Regions from separate parts of the Pan troglodytes genome. Here region 2 is linked to region 1. Evidence: chromatin contacts called from public HiChIP or PLAC-seq data. All regions are on one chromosome and are shown on one strand. Each heading gives the region's core, a stretch centred on a gene start, on an enhancer-like site or on the middle of the called end of the contact. The rest is flanking DNA. Distances are from core to core; before and after follow the strand shown. Region 1 holds the start of ASIC1 (acid sensing ion channel subunit 1). Region 2 holds the start of BCDIN3D (BCDIN3 domain containing RNA methyltransferase).

Region 1 (6,965 bases), core at 767-3,266:
CTTATTGGGATTTACTAGGTACATGCCAATGTACTAAGCACTTTCCATGCATTAGCTCATGTAATCCTCGAAAAATCCTGTGAAATAAATATTATCTCTGCCTTACAGATGAGGAAACCGAGGCCCAGAGAGGTCAAGGGGCCTGCCTATGCTAATGAATGGCAGGGCCAGGTCTGGAAGCTGATTCTCCTGATTCATACCTTCTGTCTTCCCCCAGACTCCTCCTGAGGCTGCTCCTTGGCCTCAATCAGTCCTCGCCTGCCTCCACCTCACCTCATCACCTTCCCTCCACCCCCGCTGCTCCCTCAGTAACATCCCAGGTGACTGAAGCAATTGCAGCCATTTGAAGAGGCTCCACGTGTCAGTCAGCCTGCGAGCCGCGGGGAGGTGGGGAAATTACAGATGCTCCAAGATAGTGTTCCCCTCCCCCTGAGGATATTTGGAATTCAGGAATCAGACTCTGCCTGATGCTTCCTCAGGTCTCTGGGACCCTCCCAGGTGATTTCCCACTCTCAAATGCCCCCCACAAGTTGATTCTAAGTATCTGGGAGAGGGCTGCCACCCAGTGGCTGCCCGGGGGCATAGCAACCCTCCAGCACTGCCTGGTACCGCTGAACAGCTCCCCAACCCAACACCTGAATGGAAGATCCTCCCTTCCTTTTGGCAGCTCCGTGTCCAGTCCCCTAGTAAATGGATCTCGACCTCCCTCCTCCACAGTCTTAAGTCCACTCTCCCACTAGGGACCTCTAGACCCCTTCTCTGGTTTCCTACATGTCCACTACTCCCAACTTCTCATCCAACTTCTTTCCAGTGTGCCATCCCCTTCTCGTTACAGGTTTTCTTCTAACTTAAAGCCCGGCACCATGTCCTAGGAATACACCTCTCACCATCCTTCTCCCCGAGCCGCACCAGCCTGCAAGTAGAGCGAAGGAGCCACTAGAGACAGAATTCTGGTCCCCCGCACCCTCCTCCTCATCATCTGACACCATCAGACCTCAACAGCCTCTGTGCTAAGAGCCCCTAATGAGCATCAGCAAATTAACAACTTCCCCTTGATTGCTCCTTCTCTGTTAATTGGATAGGGAGGGCCCCCCTCCCCAAGGCCTCTCAGAGAAGAGGAGGGAGGCAGGGAAGGAGAAAGGTGAGAGCCACAGGAGCAGCCCCCAGGCCTGGGTTCTGTGCTGAGACTTCTGCTCCATCCCTGAGCATAGCTCCCCGTTCCAACCCTTCCTCACCCTGTCCCCTTCACTCCCTTTGCCCCCTTCCTTCTGTCCAAATTCCCTTGACCTCTGGCTATTTTTCCTTCCTTTTCTCTGCTCCTTCTTTGGAGATTTGGCAGTAAGGGGTTGCGACCATGCCCCCCACAAGCCCAAAGCTACAAGGATGGGATCTGAGTGGTCAAGGCTGCGTGTTGGCTCACATATGTGCACGTGTATATGTGTCACATGTAGGTGGGAGCAGGGATAAGAGCAGGTGAGTGCTTGCCATGTGGGTCAGGCCCCCGGGATACGTGGACATCTGTTGGGGTGGGGGTGTGGTTGTGAATGGTGTGGTGTGACTCTGGTCGGTATGTGTGTCTGTCTCCATATGGGCTAAGTGCTTGAATTAGTCAAGTGTGACTCGGAGCGTGTGTGTGTGTGTATGTGTGTGTGTACGCGCGTGTGTGCCACCAGAGGAAGCAGCAGCAAGAGGCAGGAGCATCGATCCGAAGGAGACAGCGCGGGGAGGGGGACGCTAGGGGCAGACACCCTCCCTCCTGCGCGCACACACGCGCGCGCGCACACACACCACACACAGAGTCACACACACAAGCCATAGGGCCTCGCAGGCAGGGAGACGGCTCCGGGACTGGAGAGAGGCAGCGCCGCCGAAAGCGGCCGCGAGGAGGGGCGAGGCGGCGCGGGGAGCCCTGGGTCCCGCTCCCGGGTCCGGGGCCCCGCGCGCACACCGGCCCAGAGACAGCCTCGCAGACACTCGTAGGCGCGCACGCGCACCCTCTCCCCTCCCCCTCCCCTCCCCCTCCCCTCCCGCCGCCTCCCGGCCGGACGATGGATCCCTGCAGATCCCAGGGCTGAGAGCACCGCGCACCGCACCGAGCCCGGGCAGACCGAGCCGAGGCGAGCGAGCCAGAGAGCCAGCGCGCGCGGGCGGGCGGACAGATCGGAGCCGAGCGGGGCCGGGCGGGCCGCTCCCTGCAGGGCTCTGCGCGGCGTGCCGCGGCGGCCGCGGGCTCCGGCCCCGGGCCATGAGCCCCTCCGCGACTCGGCGCTGAGCCCGCGACCGGTCCAGCGCCCCAGGACCCGCCGCCGGCTGCCGGCTTGCCGAAGCCCCCTCAGGTGGGTTTCCGATACCCCTGCCTTTGGCCGCGAGGCTCCTCGGTACCCCGAAGCCGGGACTCTCCTCCCTCTGGATTTCCCTTGCTGCTGGGGCGGCTCGGTGGCTGGGGAGGGGGGCGGGGGCCGAGCTGGGGATCTGACTGCGACGAGAAGCTGGACTGGGGGTGGGGGGGGCTGCGTCCGGGGCGGGGACAGCTCGCTGTCATAGGGAACCGCGCCCCCCCTCCATACATCCACCTCGGGCAGCCCGCCACCCCCCACTCCCAACATACACACAGCCTGCGCTTATATGAGAACTGGAGACACCCGCAGGTGAGGACTCAGGCTGGGCCCCTCCCTAGATGTAGCCACCTCCCTGGGGGTTTTCTGGCCACAGTTTAGCCCTTAGGACCACAGCCCCGTCCAGGGAATACCCGTGACCAGGACAGGAGCTCCTTACCCCGGGGTCAGCCCATCTGGGTGAGTTTTCATCTCCAGGATGGGGTGGATATTCTTGTCCCAGAGTGACCCCACATCTGGAGGGAACTCCTGCGCCTGCCTATGGGTGCATCGGGACTTCCCCCTCAACCTCGGATGACTATATCTGGGGTCTCCCCGGGCCTGGGAAGCTTCTCTGGGGAGCATTCTCTTGGCCTGACCTGACCCCCTGTGCCTCTGTATTTGGAGGAACCCTGGATGTGTCCCTTGGTCAGCCACCTCTGGGCTTGCAAAGCAGGGAAGTCTTCTGCCCGAGGAATGGTGACCTCTGGAGATGAGGATTCTGGATGGGCACATGTGGAGGGGCTCCATGTGTACTTTCATCCCAGGACAATGACAGACTGTCCCTCCCTCCTCCCCCAGGATCCCCTCGACAAGGATGGAACTGAAGGCCGAGGAGGAGGAGGTGGGTGGCGTCCAGCCGGTGAGCATCCAGGCCTTCGCCAGCAGCTCCACGCTGCACGGCCTGGCCCACATCTTCTCCTACGAGCGGCTGTCTCTGAAGCGGGCACTGTGGGCCCTGTGCTTCCTGGGCTCGCTGGCTGTGCTGCTGTGTGTGTGCACCGAGCGTGTGCAGTACTACTTCCACTACCACCATGTCACCAAGCTCGACGAGGTGGCTGCCTCTCAGCTTACCTTCCCTGCTGTCACGCTGTGCAACCTCAACGAGTTCCGCTTTAGCCAAGTCTCCAAGAATGACCTGTATCATGCTGGGGAGCTGCTGGCCCTGCTCAACAACAGGTGGGTGGCTCCCACCCTCCCTCAGCCCTGCTCCTGGAGTCGCTTGAGTTCCAGTCAGGATGTCTGCCTCCCTGACCCACCATAGAGCCCAGCCAACCCTGCCCTTTAACCCACCCCCACCCCCAAACCTGCCACTCACAGCAGAGGAGTTAGGGTGCTGCTGAGCACCCAGTTAAGGGCACCCAGCCTCCGATCCCAGCATAGTCCAGAACAGCTCGACCCCCACCCAGCCTGAGGTATGAGACATTGTCACCCTCTCTGGAGTGAGCTTTACCCTCATTCTGGCCACTCTGTCTTGACCTTCTCGTCAGTTGGGGGATTGGGACAGAACATCTTTAAAGGGTAGAAACTACAGTATAAAAGCCACAGCCCCTGCCTTGTCTCTCTGCCCACCTTATCCATGCTTCCTCTCACCCATGTGCTGGGATGCCCTGCCCCTGGGCAGCCACTACAGTTCCTCCTGTCATTTCAGACCCATGTGGTAGAGCCTCTGCCTGCCCAGCTCTCCTTCCTTGCCTACACCTGGGACTGATCCCCAGGGCTGGAGGCTGCCCCCATCACCCAAGTTGGGTGCAGGACACTGATGGCTGTACTGACCCGTGTGTCACTCACCCCCGGACCCCAGGTATGAGATACCAGACACACAGATGGCAGATGAAAAGCAGCTGGAGATACTGCAGGACAAAGCCAACTTCCGCAGCTTCAAACCCAAACCCTTCAACATGCGTGAGTTCTACGACCGAGCTGGGCACGACATTCGAGACATGCTGCTCTCCTGCCATTTCCGGGGGGAGGTCTGCAGCGCTGAAGACTTCAAGGTGGTGAGTCCCCTCGTGTGGGGTGTGAGTCAGCCTGGCCCACAGAGGAGGAGGAGGAGACAAGGAGCAGGCTGGGCCTCTCCGGGTGCTTGCTACTCTGGGAGAGGAAGTTGTATGTCCTGGGGTTTGCTTCTAGTAGAAGGAGAGTTTGTTCAGCATAGGGGCACATTTGCACTCACTGCATGAGCACCTGAGCCTCAGCCTTGCAGCCATGATGGCAGGAAAGAGAGCCTACAGTGCACAACACACACATATATGCACACACGCGCGTGGTCTGGCATAGCCACAAACCCACCAAGCTTACCTTCTAGGCCACAGGTGTCAGAGCTGAGCAGACAGGTGGGTAAGCTACAGCCTTGTTACTTGTAGTGAGGTCCAGGACCATCAACTGGGAGCTTGAAAGGAATGCAGGACTTTGCCCCTCCACTTCCCAAACCTACTGAACCAGAATCTCCATCTAATAAGATCCTCAGGTGACTGGAGTATACACTAAAGTTTGAGAAGCACCGTGAAGCACAAGTAAGGGAAACCTTCTCTTAAATAGCCAGACAGTAACTCCCTGTGTGCCATCCGCACCCATACATAGACACATACACTGTTTGGTTAGGTTCCCTGCTTGCCAGCAAGAGCCACAGAGCCAGGGTCTGAGGAAAGGAAGGCCATCGGGACACCCAGTCATGGCTGCCCTGGAGGCTTCCTTTGCATCTTAAAATGGAGATGCCCCACAGATGTGGCTGCCTCAGGCCAGCACCTCAGGGAGGGCATAGGGAAACTGATTTTGGCATCTGATGTGCTGGGCAACCCTGGGCAAGTCACACAGATTCCTGAGGGTTAAGACCTGGACCCGGATGGCAAAGAGACCAGAGGCTCTGGAGCCATGCAGGAACAATAACACCAAATGAATGGACAATGCTTGTAACTCTTTCAAATGCTTTCTAGGCTCTCCCCTCAATCCCCTTGATACATAATCACATTTCCTCTATTTTACAAATGCACAAAACTGAGACACAGGCAGAATGATTTACCCAAGCTCACACAGTTAGTGACAGGTGACAGGTTCAGGATTAGAACCCATGTCTTGTTAAGCTGAAAATGTCCTTTACTCTTTTAATTAATATTGTGGACCCTGGGGTTATTGTGTCCACTTCAAATTCTTGCCAGTCTTTTCCAGGACCCTTTGCTCTCTATGCCTACTCAGCTCTCGGATTCTCTCCCTTCTTCCTGCCTATTTTCTCCCCGCTTGCTTGCTTCCTCCTGCAGTATGGGAATATGAAGTGTATTTGTGCAGAAAGGATGGCGCCATAGTCATGCTTAGTGTTTCTTGCTGTGCAAGACTTCCCAATCTCCTTAAGCCTTGCTCTGCAGACCAGTTTCATTGGCCTTTGTCAATCCTGCTGGACAAAGTTCACATGACTGCACTCTTTGCTGAGCCAAGCTGATGGGGAGCTTAGCCGAGATGCAAGAACCAGTTCCTTCCCTCTCTTACTGCTTCATAACAGGAGAGTCCTGGATTCCCCAGAGCTTGAGACCAGAGGGTTTGCAGTCTCACAAGTGCTGCCCCCAAGAGTAATAGGACTGTAGGTGAAGGTGGAAGCAAAAGCCAGAGCCCCCTCCCTCCAACACACCCAACACACAAGCAGGAGGGACCCGTGAGAAAGATGGAGAAAACATATTTGTTTGAGTGGTTTGTAGTGTTGGATGAGGGAGGGAAGTGCTTGGCTCAATCTGAGGAAGTGCTAAGATATAAATTTGGGCACAGTTAGTCCATAGAAAGTATTCAGTTGAGGCTCCATCTGTCCATCATGTCCAGAAAGATTCCAAGTGGTGATGCTAAGATAACATTTGGTTGATGGTAATGGAGACCCTGAGATGTGATTGGTCCATGCTGTCTGAGGGGACCATTCTAAGTAGTCAGACGGAGATGTGATTGGCTTACAAAGTTCTGGAGCAGTCTGAATTATTCCTCTTACTCGGGGGTAGAGACACACAGGCTAGCACCCTGCAGCCCCAGCTGTGACCCTTCTTGCTTCTGGGTTGTCAGGGAAGACCAGGTTTTTGCTGTTTTGCAGCCCATGTCAAAGACCTGACCCTGAATTTTGCTGGACTCAAAGCTCTCACTCCTCCCTCTGCTCTCTTCAGTTGATTTCATTGCCAGCCCCTCTCCATGTCAAGAGCTCTACCCATAGGGATGTTCCCACACAGATGGGCGTCTGGCTGGAGTCCATGTCTGACACCTCCCCGGTGGAGAAGGGCCTGGCAGGCTCTCTCCTCCAGCTCCCCAGTCCTAAGGGCTCCCACACTCCTTGCCTGATACTCCATGCTCCCCCTTCTCTCCTCAGTCTCATGATTAACATCCTTGCCATTCTCTGCTAGGCCAAGAGATGTGTTGGGAGTGTGTCTCTAGCCCTGGGCAGATGTAGCACTGACAGGAAACACCTGTCTATAGGGTCGATCTAAGGGAGACCATCTTGGCATCTTCTGCAGCCTTCAGAGCAGAGGTTCTTCACTGAGGAAAGAAGGTAGTCAGGGAAGAGAGGCTTTGTGGTTAGGGCTTTGGTTGCTCTTTCAGTAGCTCAGGAAGAAGCTGCTGGGC
Region 2 (7,045 bases), core at 695-3,194, 210 kb before region 1:
TAAATGCTGGTATACACACAAGACTGATACCTAAGAAATTATGAACAGTAGTGCCACTGTGTGGGGGAAAAGGAGGATTTAGGGTTGGGAGTAGAGACTTACTTTTTACTATATACCCCTTTGTAGTTTGAATTTTTTTGTTTCATCAAGTGCAAGCATTTTTTTTCCCCTTTCCTGACTACAAAGATCCACAAGAAAAAGCATTTTTTAAAAACTGCAAAACAGAAAGCTCCATAAACGTACAGCCAGGTTTGGGAACCACTACCCTAGTTAGCTGCCAACTATGTCTTTACCTCTCATGTGTATACTACTCTCAACTTTAAAATCTCTGGTGGTTTCCTAATGCCTTTCGTGAAATCCCAAGCCTTAACCTCAGTCTCTCTTTTCCATTGTTTTTACCCTCTGACTTCCCGTATCATCACAGCGGAGAAATTTTGCAGGGGACACAGGACATCAACCCATCTCCTCATTCCAGTCTTTGAGACTGTATCCAAATGTCCCCTTCCTACTATCAGCTGAGTCCCACAAGGTCTGAAGTCGTCCCCCAAAGTCTCTTCTGTAAAAGGACAGCAACGTAACAATTGTCCCCCGCCCTCCAGATGCTGGACTGGAGTGATGCAGGGAGCGCAGAGAGGGTACTAACTTTTGAAGCATTTGCCATGGTAAGTTCAGACTGCCTGCTAGTGTAGAATATCCCAGTGGCTACAAATAGGTGTGGGAGAGACATTTCCTTATTTTGCATGTGGTTTGATTATAATCATATGCCTAAGAATAGTTTGCAGCAAGAAGAGTGGCAGTGCCACCCTTCTCCATTCCCTTGGGCAAAATGCTTTATTTGCTTCTCGATCCTCTCCACTGTACTCTATCAACTCACTGTTTTGTTTTGTTTTTGAGACGGAGTCTCGCTCTGTCGCCCAGGCTGGAGTGCAGTGGCACTAGCTCGGCTCACTGCAAGCTCCGCCTCCCGGGTTCACGCCATTCTCCTGCCTCAGCCTCCGGAGTAGCTGGACTACAGGCGCCCGCCACCAAGACCGGCTAATTTTTTGTATTTTTAGTAGAGACAGGGTTTCACCGTGTTAGCCAGGATGGTCTCGATCTCCTGACCTTGTGATCCACCCGCCTCGGCCTCCGAAAGTGCTGGGATTACAGGCGTGAGCCACCGCGCCCGGCCTACTCACTTTTTTTGAAATAAACATGCAGGTCCCAGGGTCTGTCCTGCACTGTATAGCACACATGGGTCTTAATATCAGGCATGATTCTGTCACCCTTGGCTCTTCTCTCCCAGTAAACCAAACCTAACCCCATGTTCCCAAACGTGTGTCTCTGGAAGCCCCATCTCCCCAGCCAAAGCGCCAGGCACGCTGGACAGAGGCCACCCTAGATACAAGGACCGTTCCCACCTGGGGTCTGGCCCTGAAAGAAAAGTGGGAACGTAGTCGACAAGGACTCCTCTCCAAGAGAGATTCCTAAGACAGATGGTGGAACCCTGGCGGGCAGGCAGCAGCGGCACTGGCTCAGTCAAAGCCACGCTTTATACTCGTTTTGGGAAAGTTTCGATGGGTGTTAGCCCAGGCCAAAACCACAGTGGATGTGTAGGCAGCCAACCACTTGGCTCCGGATGCTCCAATCCCTCCCCTGTCACTCACCCCGGAGTTACACCCCACGTCGAGCCCCAGAATCGGCCCGTTCTCGGGACTCTCAGGAAAGAGCTGTCGAAGCAGCTCCGGGGGCAGGAGGCGGAGCCGTTGCTCCGGAGGGTGGAAGCGAGAATAATGAGGAAAATTTCCGAACGGGGCGGCGCCAGGTTCCAGAACTCGCGATTCCTCTTCCGCTGCGGTCTCCTTAACACTCCCTCCATCCAGTTCCGTGGGCACCGCCATTAGCCTCAACACCGCCTCTGGGCCGTGGCGGAACCGGAAGCCGGGAACCTGCTGTCGGCGTGGGCGGTGGTGGTGCCAGCGCGCGTGCGCCGAACGGCTAGGGCGGGTGGCTAGAATTCTGCGGTGAATCAGAAAAGCTGTCCTGATTTCCTCTCGCTGTATACCTGGAGCCGGCTAGCGCCTGGGGCTTGCCTTGTATTATTGAACCCTCATCACAACACTGGGAGGGGATTAGCAATATCATCCACGTTTTACAGGGATGAAACAAACTTCTGAGGGCTAAGTGTCTTGGCCAAGCTGACATAGTTTGAAACTTGGGCTACTTGACCCAGAACAAGTATACTAGTTTGTTGGGATCTTGGAAATCAATTTTAGTCCAATTTCCTTTCTTTATAAATGCAAAAAGTGAGACCGAGAGAACTTATTTGTCTGGGGTCATACAGTGAATCTGTGACTCAAAAACTTCCACCCGGTTCAGGAAAGGGTAGCCAGGAGGTGCAGGTCACTTGCGAAGCCAGCCGACTGAGCCCTGTCCCCCAGGGGCAACTGTAGACCATGAGCTCCTTGAGAGGCAAGGACCGTGCCTTAAGAGCCAGCACTTAAAGAGTGCTTACCAGGCACCAGACACCCTTGTAAGCTCCTTAGTCAATCCTCTCACCCCGTGAGAAAATGACCGTATTATTATTCTTTTTATATAGATGAGGACACTGGAGTACAACAAAGTAACTTGTCCAAGATCCCACAGTTAGAAATGATGGTACTAGGATTCGAACCCAGGTAGTTTGGATCCAGAGGATGTGCTTGCAACGCTGTGTTATTCTCAGCCTTGAGTCTCCTATACTTAACATGGGCCTGGCACAAAGATGCTCAACAAATGTTGTTGAATGAAAACTCAATAGAGGATACAATAAGGCCAGATCTGTTTGGGGAAACTTTAAATGGAAGGGAGAAAGGATGCCAACTGAAGGAGACATAGTGAAATGGAGTTGGGCAAGATGTGACTCAGAGATTGGAAATAACAGAGCTGATAAGGAGAGGAACTGAAGGGTCAACCTAGGTAGCAGGTTCCAGTCAAAAGCCAGGATGGCCCAGAATATCCGTCAGGGTCAACCAAGCATCAGCAGAGTTGTGCAGGACCCCCAACCCCACCCCTGCACCTGGCCCACCCATCTTAAAGGGGTATCCTGCTCCATGAGGCTGGCAGTTCGGTAAACTTCTTATAAGGCACTGGAGCATGACTCCTGCAAACAGTACCATCAGGAGTTAAAATAAGCGCTGCTTTCCTCTCAGTTTTTACTGTATATTTTCTTTTTCTTTTCTCCTTTTTTTGAGATGGAGTCTCACACTATTGCCTGGGCTGGAGTGCAATGGCACGATCTCGGCTCACTGCAACCTTTGCCTCCCAGGTTCAAGTGATTCTCCTGCCTCAGCCTCTCAAGTAGCTGGAATTACAGGCACCCGCCACCATTCCTGGCTAAGTTTTTGTATTTTTTAGTAGAGACGGGGTTTCACTATGTTGGCCAGTCTGGTCTCGAACTCCTGACCTCGTGATCTGCCCACCTCAGCCTCCCAAAGTGTTGGGATTACAGGCGAGAGCCACCACGCCCAGCCTTTACTTTATATTTTCATCTCTATCTGGCCTGCTGTTTCTCTAGTTTCACTTATTTGAGGACATAAGTTAATAAAAGTCACTCTGGAATTTAGTAAACCACAGTATTCTGCACAATTACAGAAAAGGAGAAAAAGCTGCACCGTTTTGACAAATTTTGGTGAGCTGAGCTGAACTTACCTCTTTTTGTCACTAGATGACGCTAGCACAAATAATTAACAATTTTCAAGGAGCTGGAATCACCTTGCTTCCAGGACAGTGAATGGCAAGAACTCCTGACCCTGGGGTTCCTCCAGAAGCAAAGATAGGCCCTGGTAACATTACTGGTAATCTAAAATGCCTGAGAGGTGACCTCATAAAGAGGTGTTTTAATTTGATCCACTCTGGTGACTTTTCTAACCTATGACCACTTTTCAGAGCCTGAACAGCACAGGTGTCTTGACAATACTTGACAATACCAGCCCCAGCACCTTAAATAGCTGTAGCAGCACCTAAGAGCTCACTCTGCACTTTGGTCAGCCAGGTTTTATGGAGTGAGATGCATATATAATTCCAAGGGAAAGGGGAAGAAGGGGCGCCCTCTTTAAGGAAAAACTCCCACCAACTTACAAATATAAAGACAGGTATAAAAGTGAATATTTATTTATAATGAGAAATCACAACAAATTACAAATTTTGAAAAGCTGACTACTACAAGCATCACAACAAATTTTCTATAGGCTGGGCGCGGTGGCTCACACCTGTAATCCCAGCACTTTGGGAGGCCGAGGCGGGCGGATCACGAGGTTAGGAGATCGAGACCATCCTGGCTAACACGGTGAAACCCCGTCTCTACTAAAAATACAAAAAATTAGCCGGGCGAGTTGGCGGTCGCCTGTAGTCCCAGCTACTCGGGAGGCTGAGGCAAGAGAATGGCGTGAACCCCAGGGGGCGGAGCCTGCAGTGAGCCGAGCTAGTGCCACTGCACGCCAGCCTGGGCGACAGCGAGACTCCGTCTCAAAAAAAAAAAAAAAAAAAATTCTATAATAGTTTGATTGACTAAATGCTAGTCACACTTGAATATTACTTTTTTTCTTACATTTTTGGCTGCATACTCTTTGATTGCTTCTTCACATGACAATCACTTGATAATATCATTTTAGAGAGAGACCAGGAAGGTAATTCAGTCTTTTCTTAGCCTGGTGGATCAAATTTGTCTTTTATTATTTGTGGCAGTTATAAAAGTTTCTTTCAAGTTCAAAGTTGTTATTGGCAAAGTCATGTAAATTTTTTGGTTTGTTATCAAATTGGGGGAGAACTTTGATTAAATTTCTTTCATTTATTAGCTGGAAGATTTCAGAGCATTTCAAATTTTCTTGTGCAAGAAATAATCTTAGATCTACTCTTCAAATGGACTGTATTCATTAGCCAATTTGTCGTTGAAAACCTCATTATGAATGGTGCATTATAAAATTTTTATCATCTGCACTGATAGCAGTAATTTGTGTCAAGTCAGCAAAAGAATTTAAACATAGGGATTCTGATAAATTGTGTATTGTACAATTCCCATCAAGAAATAAAAGAATGCATGGCGCATTTATAATTATATATGCTGTGCTATTGAGTTACTGTGTTATTGCCGACAGGACAAAACTTGTTTTGACTGGTGTTTAATAAGAGACAGAATCTTCTGCTTATGATTGGAATAATTTTCTTCAGACTAGCTTCTGACTTCATATATTTTCAAACTTTTAGGCCCACATAACTTCGGGTGCCAGGTGCTATTGGACACCTTTATATCCTGGTTTGATCTAAGCCCTTTTTTTTTTTTTTTTTTTTTTTTTTTCTGAGACAGAGTCTTGCTCTGTCGCCCAGGCTAGAGTGCAGTGGCGCGATCTCGGCTTACTGCCAGCTCCGCCTCCCGGGTTCACGCCATTCTTCTGCCTCAGCCTCCCGAGTAGCTGGGACTACAGGCGCCCGCCACCACGCCCGGCTAATTTTTTGTATTTTTAGTAGAGACGGGGTTTCACTGTGTTAGCCAGGATGGTCTCGATCTCCTGACCTCATGATCTGCCCGCGTCTGCCTCCCAAAGTGCTGGGATTACAGGCGTGAGCCACCGCGCCCAGCCGCTCTTCTACCTACAGGTCACAATAGCAGGTAAGTCAGCTTGCTGGATGAATAAGAGTACTTCTGGAAGGTATTCCTGTGTCTGGGTTGCAGGTGGTAGCTATGCATGGAAGTGTCGGTATGCCATATGAATAGATACCAAATGGAGTCTATTCCCAACTCAACTTCCCTGTAGCTTTTATTTCCCAAAAATGCCTGTGGCCACTTCGGTGCCATCTAACACAAGGGAAAATGTGAAGGAGGGGAAGTCAGAGCAGAAATAGACAGCAGCCTTAACCAACTGCAGTTAAAATATCTTACTTTTTCCAATTTTACAAAAACAAATGACCTGGTAAACACATTGCAAGGGCCTTGGAAAGGTCCTACATGGGAGTGAGGACCTCGAAGCCTGAGGTTCATTAGCTTCATGGTAAATCTATCTCTGCCCTGCACAGAACATGTACCCAAGCACAGTTAAAAAGAAGAGGTAGACCTAGAATTGGAAATATCCAATTTAGCAATGACTTGCATGTATCATGGCTTCCACTTCCTCCCACAGGAAGCTTGTACAGCTGACATCCTGGCCCATGGTGCAGCCCATCCTACCCTCCTGTCCCTCTCTGATCACACCTCAGAGCCTTTGCTCAGCTGCTGCTTGCCTATCTCACTCACTGCTTCCAAGGTAGAGCTTAGGGGGCCTCAGAACTGAGGATGAAGCAGGAACCTATGTATATGTTTAAAAATTGAATCTGGCCAGGTGCGGTAGCTCACACCTGTAATCCTAGCACTTTGGGAGGCCAAAGCAGGTGGATCATGTGAGGTCAGGAGTTTGAGACCAGCCTGACCAACATGGTGAAACCCCATTTCTACTAAAAATACAAAATTAGCTGGTCATGGTGGCACATGACTGTAATCCCAGCTATTCGGGTGGCTAAGGCAGGAGAATCACTTGAACCCAGGAGGCCGAAGTTGCAGTGAGCCAAAATTGCACCATTGCACTCCAGCCTGGGCAACAAGAGTGAAACTCCATCTCAAAAAAAAAAAAAATATATATATATATATGTGTGTGTGTGTGTGTGTGTGTGTGTGTGTTTTCACAGAAACAATGCTCCAACAAGGAACTTGTACCTGAACTTTTGAAACACAACCCATGTATAAATTGGGAATTTAGTCTTTATTATAGTCGAGAAATTCTACATTTAGTCCTTGTAGAGTTTTAAACCATTTGGAAAGAATAACCATAGGATTTATAAATGCAGTGTTATAGCTCATGGCAACCAAGAGTGCCCGTATTCTAAATTCCTCGTTTTCTTTTTTCTTTTTCAATATCCCAGGTCCTGCTTTGACCTCATTTTCAGATGAAGAAACTGAGACCCAGGAGGTAAAAAAAATTTCTCCAAAGATAGGGCTGAATTATTCAGGGTAGGCTAAGTGCTATAACAAGCAATCCCCAAATCTCGGTGACTTACT

The links. HiChIP or PLAC-seq counts read pairs in DNA pulled down with a chosen protein or histone mark.
Region 2: an H3K4me3 HiChIP or PLAC-seq map of stem cell-derived excitatory neurons shows a contact between it and region 1, with 15 times the contacts expected there. The contact joins the promoter of BCDIN3D here to the promoter of ASIC1 in region 1. A contact is called at or near these places in 1 of 7 Hi-C or Micro-C datasets (blood) and 1 of 1 datasets of contacts at active chromatin or transcription factors (stem cell-derived excitatory neurons).

The regions. Positions count from the first base shown.
Region 1 is chr10:45,809,498-45,816,462 of NHGRI_mPanTro3-v2.0_pri, reverse strand. ASIC1 (acid sensing ion channel subunit 1) reads left to right here and starts at 2,016. Exons shown (of 13, transcript XM_016923434.4): 1 at 2,016-2,336; 2 at 3,177-3,554; 3 at 4,180-4,375. The coding sequence starts at 3,193.
Region 2 is chr10:46,020,280-46,027,324 of NHGRI_mPanTro3-v2.0_pri, reverse strand. It overlaps BCDIN3D (BCDIN3 domain containing RNA methyltransferase), which reads right to left and starts at 1,944. Exons shown (of 2, transcript XM_001157619.8): 1 at 1,647-1,944. The coding sequence starts at 1,880. It overlaps LOC129136637 (a long non-coding RNA gene), which reads left to right and starts at 575. Exons shown (of 3, transcript XR_008538460.2): 1 at 575-662; 2 at 6,910-6,956.